Linked DNA regions of Sus scrofa: region 2 is linked to region 1. A link is a contact called in public HiChIP or PLAC-seq data. All regions are on one chromosome and are shown on one strand. Each heading gives the region's core, a stretch centred on a gene start, on an enhancer-like site or on the middle of the called end of the contact. The rest is flanking DNA. Distances are from core to core; before and after follow the strand shown.

The links. HiChIP or PLAC-seq counts read pairs in DNA pulled down with a chosen protein or histone mark.
Region 2: an H3K27ac HiChIP or PLAC-seq map of alveolar macrophages shows a contact between it and region 1. The contact joins two enhancer-like sites. A contact is called at or near these places in 1 of 47 Hi-C or Micro-C datasets (subcutaneous adipose tissue) and 1 of 2 datasets of contacts at active chromatin or transcription factors (alveolar macrophages).

The regions. Positions count from the first base shown.
Region 1 is chr16:27,482,747-27,487,153 of Sscrofa11.1, reverse strand. CCDC152 (coiled-coil domain-containing protein 152) reads right to left here. Exons shown (of 8, transcript XM_021076773.1): 3 at 346-414. Among named protein-coding and RNA genes, the nearest start is that of CCDC152, 10 kb to the right of the region's middle. Within about 2 kb of position 2,538, at least 18 of the 83 cell types and tissues checked have an H3K27ac peak or open chromatin away from gene starts, as enhancers often do. A contact at or near this core is called in alveolar macrophages, where this site is marked.
Region 2 is chr16:27,622,512-27,626,918 of Sscrofa11.1, reverse strand. It overlaps the pseudogene LOC106506477. Among named protein-coding and RNA genes, the nearest start is that of SELENOP, 77 kb to the right of the region's middle. Within about 2 kb of position 1,983, at least 9 of the 83 cell types and tissues checked have an H3K27ac peak or open chromatin away from gene starts, as enhancers often do. A contact at or near this core is called in alveolar macrophages, where this site is marked.

The sequences.
Region 1 (4,407 bases), core at 1,289-3,788:
GTGATGTAAAAACTCTTTTTTTTTTGGTCTTTTTGCCATTTCTAGGGCCACTTCTGGGGCATATAGAGGTTCCCAGGCTAGAGGTTGAATAGGAGCTGTAGCCACTGGCCTACACCTCAGCCACAGCAACATGGGATCTGAGCCATGTCTGCGACCTACACCACAGCTCACGGCAATGCCGGATCTTTAACCCACTGAGCAAGGCCAGGGATCGAACCCTCCACCTCGCGGTTCCTAGTCAGATTCACTAACCACTGAGCCACGATGGGAACTCCTAAAAACTCTATTCTTAAAGGTGCTCAAATATATGATTTTTTTTTTAGATTTTATTTTTTTCCAGCTTACCTTTCAAATTATGATGATATTCAACAGTCTGTTGCAGCCCTTTTATCATATCATGAAGAGTAGCACATTCTAAAACATAAAAGATAAATTTATTTTAATATTATTTGCTTTCACTTCGGGATTAGTCTCTCAAAATTGAAATAGTTAACATAAAATAATATTTAATTTTAAATTATGAGACAAAGCAACCAGGTATCTCAAAATAAATGATATAATAAATACTTTAAAATCACTCTTTAAACACTCTTAAAGTCAAATGCATTCCAGGATTTAGTAATGAATTTTCTGAGGCACAATAAATCCAGGGTGGTAAGGATTCCCCTCATGTGCCTTAGCAACATCTACACTAGAAGTAAGACCTATTTGGACATGTTTGGAGAAATATGAAGCATGTGTCCAAGTGAATTTTCCATAAAAGAACATCTCAAGGAAAGTGAGTCAAGGTACATTAAGTTCTCTTCGAAGACAGCCAGAGTTGGTGAGAAAGTGTAATTTGGGAGAACATAATGCTTTTCTTCCTCACTGTCCTCCAACCTGTCCTCTTGTCCGAGTCTTAGGTCAAGGGAGTAGCAGTAAAAGAAGTAAAATCTCACTGTGTTGAATTACAAGCATCAGCGACTTTGGTGCCAGTGACTTCTTGTATGACGGGAGATGGAGCCTTCTTTGCAAACATTAGTGTCCTGACATGTGCATATTAGCGTTTGATATACCCTTGGTTATCACAAGCAATGGCTAAACATTTGATGGGTAGCAAGAGTACTGGAAACATCTATAACTTCGAGCAGTCCCCTTGGCTGTAAGCTCCAGGATAGCAGGGGCTATTTTCTGTTTTGTTTGCCTTTTCTTCCTAGGATTTAGAACAATTGTGGTCCTAATAGCATTCCATAAATATTTGTTGAGTGGTTGACTGATGACTGGCAATATCATAGGAAGAAAAGAATAAATGGACAAACTGGGGTGTGAAAATAACATATTTTTATTCTAAGTGCTTTGCAAATATTAAATCATTTAACCACCTTAACCCTATGACATTGGTCCTAGTATGTGCCTCATTCTACATATGAGGGAATCAATATACAAATGTAAAGTAAACTATCCAAATTCACACTTATGAGTGGTAAGTGGTAGGAGTACAATATGAACCTTAGGAGTTCCTGTTGTGGCCCAGCGGTTAACGAATCCGACTAGGAACCATGAGGTTGTGGGTTCAATCCCTGCCCTTGCTCAGTGGGTTAAGGATCTGGCATTGCCGTGAGCTGTGGTGTAGGTCACAGATATGGCTCAGATCCTGCGTTGCTGTGGCTCTGGCGTAGCCTGGCGTCTACAGCTCCAATTGGACCCCTAGCCTGGGACCCTCCATATGCCGCGGGAGTGGCCCTAGAAAAGACAAAAAGACAAAAAAAAAAAAAAAAAAAAAAAAAAAGAACCTTAGCAGTCCAGCACTAAGGTCTATGAGTTTAACTACTTTGCTGCCACCAAGACCAGCACAGGAGCATTTCTTCAGAGTAATTTGAGTAGATGGAGGCCCTGGAAAGAGGGCAAGAACAGAGTCAGAGAAAGACTCTGATAGTTACTGCTATCACATCTTATAAGAAATAAAAGTCATGCTAGTTTAAGTTTACAATTATAACAGCTAAATATATAAGGATGAAAACTTCATGAAAGAGTAACTTAATGTTTTAAAAAAGAAAGATTAAACAATTTCACTTTTATGTGCTTGGCTTAATAGCTAATAAACATTGAAACTTACTCTCTTTCTTTCAGTTTTAGAGGCCCACGGCTGATATTCAGCTATTATGCATTAGTGAGAAATACTGACTAGTTTCCATTCTAGTTGGGCATCTATTTTGGATGGTTAAATACTGCATTTGTATCTAAAAATAAAAAGTCATCTAGGTACAATAATGTACTATTATTGAATGTTTACATTGCCAGGCATTACACCAAGCATGTTATAAATGTTACTCCCATTAGGAATTCCTGTTGTGGCTCAGTAGGTTAAGGACATGACATTGCTGCTGTGAGGATGCGGGTTTGATCCTCAGTGGGTTGAGGATCTGGCGTTGCCCCAAGCTGTGGCGTAGGTGGCAGATGCGGCTTGGATCCCATGTTGCTGTGGCTGTGGTGTAGGCCTCAGCTGCCACTCTGATTTGACCTTTGGCCTGGACACTTCCTCGGGAACTTCCATATGCCACAAGTGTGGCCATAACAAGAAAAAAAAATACCTCAATTAGTATTCAAACTAATACTGAGAAGTTGGTATCATTATCCTGATTTTCAAAGGGAGGAAGTCACTCTAGAGGTCTGGTTACTTGACCAGATTCCACACTATATGGAAGGTCTAGGTTTGAATATAGGTTTTCTGCATTTCAAGTCCTGTGCTCTCAATTCAATACTTTCTCAGGAATTGCAGTATATGTTGAAGAACTATGAAATTTGGAATCAGAGGAATTGGATTAGAGTTTTCTCTTCTTTACTTGGTAGCTATGACACGCTGGGTAAGCTACTATTCTCATGTATCAGATTGTTCTGACAACCAAAAAAAATACTTTTAAAATTTACTCACAAATATTTAGCATTGTTATTGTTACTATTTCTGTCCTCTGTGTTCCATAAAAATTTGTATACATCGCTTTTCTCCATTGTTTATAATACATTTTAGTTATTTATGATTTCTCCCACTAGATAGTGAACACCTTCAGGTAAAGACATATTTATTTTGATATTCCCTACATCTAACATGGTGACTATGTCATAAGTGTTCAACAGTATTTTAACATATTGACTGAATGAAAGAGCCAGTACTGCGAGGGGTGACTACAAAGCTTCGCCTTTCAGTTAGAGGTCCTGAACTCAGTCTCCATGTATTTTTTTCAATTGCACTAATAGAAATGAAAGTAGTTTTCAGAAGTTAAAAAGCTTTATGCAAGTTTAAGATTCTACTCCTCCACACTTCCCCTCAACCTTCCCTGCCACCAACTCAAAGTTCCTACTATCCTCCTTTTTTTTTTCTTTTTTCTTCCCTTTTGCTGTTTCCTAGGAATAGAATGATGGTTAAATGACAACTTGACATTGCCTACTTTATGTATGTCACTGTATTAGCTGCTACAATTAAAAGTGGAGACATAGACACTGCTATCACTTGTCTTTGTCCCTTTGAAAGTGTGAATCCAGCATTCATGAAATATGGTACCTCGGTAATCAGCGAATTGAAAACAGAGCCCTGAAAATGAAAGTATACTGAATGTTTCAAAAATGTGTATTTTCAAATTTAGAACACAAGGTGGCTCTCTCAACACATTTTTTTTTTTTTTTTTTTTTTTAAACAAAGCAAAGTGTTCAAAATAAGGAATTCTCCATCTGGTAGAATACCATTCACTATTTTAGAGTAATAGCTTTTAAATCTCTTTGCAAGTCTTTACCTACATTATCATTTCTGTTGGACTTCACAATGCAATTTGAAGAAAACTATCCTATTCAACTTTAAAAACTAGAGCTCAAAATATTAAGCTACTGCTTACATGATATAATTTAGTAAGTATTTTGAGGTCAAACTTAGGCTCTACTATTAGCTATCAATGTGTGCGTTAACATTTATTTCATAAAGCAGTTGGGAATACTAAATACAATTATGTATTAAAAGCATTTTTTATAGTACCTGATCCTCAGTATCAATATTATCTTGAACTGGCCAAGAAATTCTTTATCTGGTATGAAGCGAAAGAAATAAAACATCAAGATCCCATTCTTTATTGTTGAACAAGTCCAATCATACATGTAGTTCATTCTTCCTCTTGAAGTGAATTAGTACACACTTTGTTTTCTAAGTCATCATTCTCACTTGTTCTTTCACTTCTGCTGTATATTATTCAGCAAAAAGGCCATCCAATAGATTCAGAAAACATAACTGGATTTTTAAAAGTATTTGATTATGTTTTTCAAATAATGCATACACATGAAACACAAGTTTAGTGAAAAGTGAATATCTTACTGATCTCTGCTCCAAAACTAACCAGTTTCCCTCCCCCTCCAAGAAAGCACTGTTACCAGGATGCTATTTAT
Region 2 (4,407 bases), core at 734-3,233, 140 kb before region 1:
TCTATAATGTGCCAATTTCTGCTGTACAGCAAAGTGACCCAGTCATACATGTATGTACTTTCCTTTTCTTAAAAAATATGGAATACTTCACAAATGTTATCCCCATGCTGGGGTCATGCTAATCTCTGTATCGTTCTAATTTAAGTCTGTGTGCTGCCCATGGGAGCGTCTAGACAGTTCTATTTAGAAGTTTTACTATAGGGGAGTTCCCATCATGGCTCAGTGGTTAACAAATCTGACTAGGAACCATGAGGTTGTGGGTTTGATCCCTGGCCTCACCCAGTGGGTTAAGGATCTGGCGCTGCCATGAGCTGTGGTGTAGGTCACAGATTGTGGCTCTGATCTGGTGTTGCTGTGGCTCTGGCATAGGCTGGTGGCTACAGCTCCAATTAGACCCCTAGCCTAGGAACCTCCATATGCTGCGGGTACAGCTGTAGAAAAGACAGAGACAAAAAAGAAAAAAAAAAAGTTTTGCTATAAAGGGGAGCTGAGAAATGAAGCAGCACTTGGAGGGGGGATGAAGGGCCTAAGGTGGCATCTTAGCTTGCTTGTAATTAGATTGCAGCATGCTTCTGAGTTTTCAGCATGGTTTTCAGAGTTTTTTTTTTTCCCCCTTTGGCTACACCCATGATACCCTGGGGCCAGAGATCTAACCTTGTATCACTGCAATCACAGTGCTGGATCTTTAACTTGCTAGGCCATGAGGGAACTCCATCAGTGTTCAGTTTTAAGGGCACATATAAGAAGGCTTGGAGGACAGAGCTTGATCCCTGCAGGGGCACTCCAGGAGGCGTGTCTGAGGCCTTAGCTTGGGGAGAAGCAGTGGGACCCACTGGCTGGGGCTGCACAAACAGTACTGCTGGGCATGCTAGGCTGACCTTCAGATTTGCGTTTCTGTCCTGAAATTTCACTGTGACCTTCTCATTGGGTGGCCCCCCAATTCAGCCTTCAGTAGCTTCTCATGTGTTATTCCCCCTGGTTATTGGTGAAACTGACTCTGAGCAGCTGATGTGTGGTTTTGAGGTCTATGGACTTTTACGGGCAGTGGGGCTGTGTTCTGGGTGAGAGTGTGAGGGCAAAGGGCATATCCACGTGCTTCTCAAGATGGGGATAATGAGGGAGAACCTACTGGGGCTATTCTCTTTACCTTCTCTGGCCTGTTTGTGAAGGAAGAAGAATCTCCAGCACACCCTCTGTCTCCCCATCGCATAAGAGAATTAACCTGGACAGATCTCAGCTGAGGTGATGAGCCATAACAATCCCACTGGAGATGTGATTAAGGCATACAGGTGAGCAGAAAATTTCCCAGCTATGTTTTAGTGGAAATCGTATTAAACTAAGACCTTGGTGTGATTTTGCTTTTTAGGGCTGCACCCGCAGCATGTGGAGGTTCCTAGGCTAGGGGTTGAATCAGAGCTTTAGCTGCTTGTCTACATCACAGCCACAGCAATGCCAGATTCAAGCCGTGTCTGCAACCTATACCATAGCTCATGGCAACATCAGATCCTTAACCCACCGAGCGAAGCCAGGGACCAAACATGTGTCCTTTGGATACTTACTAGTCAGGTTCATATCTGCTGTGCCACAACAGGAACTCTCCTTAGTGTGATCTTGATGAAGTGTGTTAGCATCTCTAGGCCTAAGGTCTTCACCTCTCAAATGAAATTTGGGGGAGGATAGGACAGTCTAGAGTCTTGTCTTGCTCATCAGGCTGTAGCTGTCATGTGCATGTTTTGGACTTGTAGTGTGAGTAGAGTTATGGTTCTCAACCTTGGCTGTATGTTAGAATCATCCAGGGAGACTGTTCCCGAGGCCAGGATATAGGCATCACAGCCATGGTCATAAAGCCTTCTGGGCCATTCCAGTGTGAAGCAGCTTTTAGAGCAGGGCCATTGCACCTGTGCTTTCTGTAGCACCAACACTGGCATCACCTGGTGGCTGATAAGACACACGGAGCCACTGCATTAGAATTTGCATGCAGTGCTTTAGAGCTTTGCTGACATCTAGTGGTGACAGCCTGTATTAAGACTTTCCTGGAGTCTGGCACAACATTGTAAATCAACTATACCTTAATAGTAGTGAAACAACTCATTCCAGGGAATTTTTTTTAAAAAAATTTATTTAAAAAATTTTAAGTGAATTTTATTTTTTATTTTTTTATTTTCTATTAGAATCTGATTTACAGTGTGTTAGTGCCAGGTTTACAGCAAAGTGATTCAGTTACACATTTCTATTCTTTTTCAGATTCTTTGCCTATATGGGTTATTACAGAATATTGAGTAGAATTCCCTGTGCTATATAGTAGTCCTTGTTGATGATGCATTTTATAAATAGTAGTGTGTATCTGTTAACCCCAAATTGAAATGCCAGATGTCACTGTAGTAAGTCCAGTTTGTGAAGGCCCAGATTTATGAACCCTGAGTATGAACGATACTCAAGGGAATGATCATGTGTTTCTCAAAAGTAAATGGTGAATACAAGAAACATGCTGATCTTAATGCCCTTTGCCAGAAAAGAATGAAAATTGCTGGTGAAAACATCTGATTTCTGTAAATATATTCTTAAGACTTAGCTTTCTGCATGCAAATTTTCTTTCCAGTTTAATTTCTGGTATTGAATAATACTAGAATTAAAAATAACTCGTGTTCTTGGGAGTTCCCTGTTGACCTAGAGGTTAATGGTCTGGCATTGTCACTGCTGTGGTTCAATCCCTGCCCAGGAACTTCTGCATGCTGTGGGTGTGGCAAAAACAAAATCAGGTGTTCTCAATAGGGGAGTGGTGAAATAAACTATTAATAATTCACTTAATGGATTTTTCAAGCAGATACGATGAGATTTTGGAAATACAAAAGACTCTTGTCAATGCGCAGTTGGGAAAAAAAAAAAAGGCAAGGTATATACCTGTGTACTCAGTCTGATGACAAATATACAACAAACCAAAAACCTAAAAGCAAGCTCAAAACCATGCAAGGAGAAAAGATTGAAAAGACATGCATCTGAATGTTAATAATAGTTATCCATGCATAGTAGACACTTATCTATTATTTTCAGAAAGTTTGTGAAATATGTTCTTTATAATTTAATCAATTTCCTTGAACAATCCAGAATTTGTACCTTTATTACTATTATTTTTTTGGCCTTGACCTAGTCATGTGGAATTCCTGGGCCAGGGATCAAACCTGTACCACAGCAGTGACAATGTCAGATCCTTAACTGCTAGGCCACCAGGGAACTCCCTCTTCCTTAAAAAAAGACTCCTGCCCTCTGGTCTTCATGAATTGTATGCAACTGAAACATTTTAAACTCCTGCCCTCATCTCAAATTTCACAGAAATCTGATAGAAGGAAACACAGTCTCATAACATAATGGCCTCATGATAACATCTATAGCTTGTTTATGTGATTCTGTGAGATTCATGCTGTTATTTCAGTTCTCTTCACATCAAATTCTGCCCTAGCAGTTCATAGCAATGGGTATTTTGTGTTATGTGATTCTTTCTGAGGCAGACCCATGTGAGCAGGGTAATTGTTGTTGAGGAAATATAATTAAAAACGGAATTTCTCCCAAGCTAGGAAACTTCTCCACGAAGAGAGAGTAGAAAGAAAACAGCTTTATTATTGAATAAGCATTAAACCAAAATTCAATAAGCATCACAGGCAGTCCACTAAGGGAATGGAAAGCCAGAGGGAAATCTTACCCTTTTATGGAGTCAAGCCGACCCCACTGTTGGATGCATTTTCTCTAGATAAACATCAACTAGTCCTCAGGTTAGAGGACCATTGGCCCCACACAGTTCATCCTAGATTCCTCTGGCACTGGGGTGACCCTCTGGGTTAGCTGATTGGCTTTATCCAAGGGAAACAGACTTCTTTCTGACACTAGGTTTTAAGCAGGGTATCCACTCAAGTTGGGCTCTGATCCTCCCAGAGAGACTGGTTCCTTGTCTTCCCTCATGTTTGCATTTCCAAGAGATGACTCCCAGGTCCTTGAGAAAGACATTCCTGGGTCCGAAAAAACGACAGGAGGCTATTGAGCTTTTAAAAAAGATTCGCACACCTTTCAAAGAGACAGAGAAAGAACTCACAATGACAGCTTTTCTAAAGTTAATGCTCGAAGATAAAGGGAAGGGGGAGGATAGCTCTTCCCTTGTTTTCAACTGGTAGAGTTTAGCCTCTTATTTTTTAGTTAACTTACATTTGTCCTTACATTGCCCACAGCTTTAACAGGCCTTTGTAAGAACCATGTGTTGAAGGCTCTTTCTGTTTGTTGTGCAGCCCCCCTTCACCTGACATCCCCCCACAAATGGGTTAATCACTGGAAGCCCTTCCGGTACCTGACTGTGGTTTCCCAGCCCATTGGCTTTCATTGAGTTTGGTGGGTTTTACTTGCAAAGGTGAGCAGGGCAGG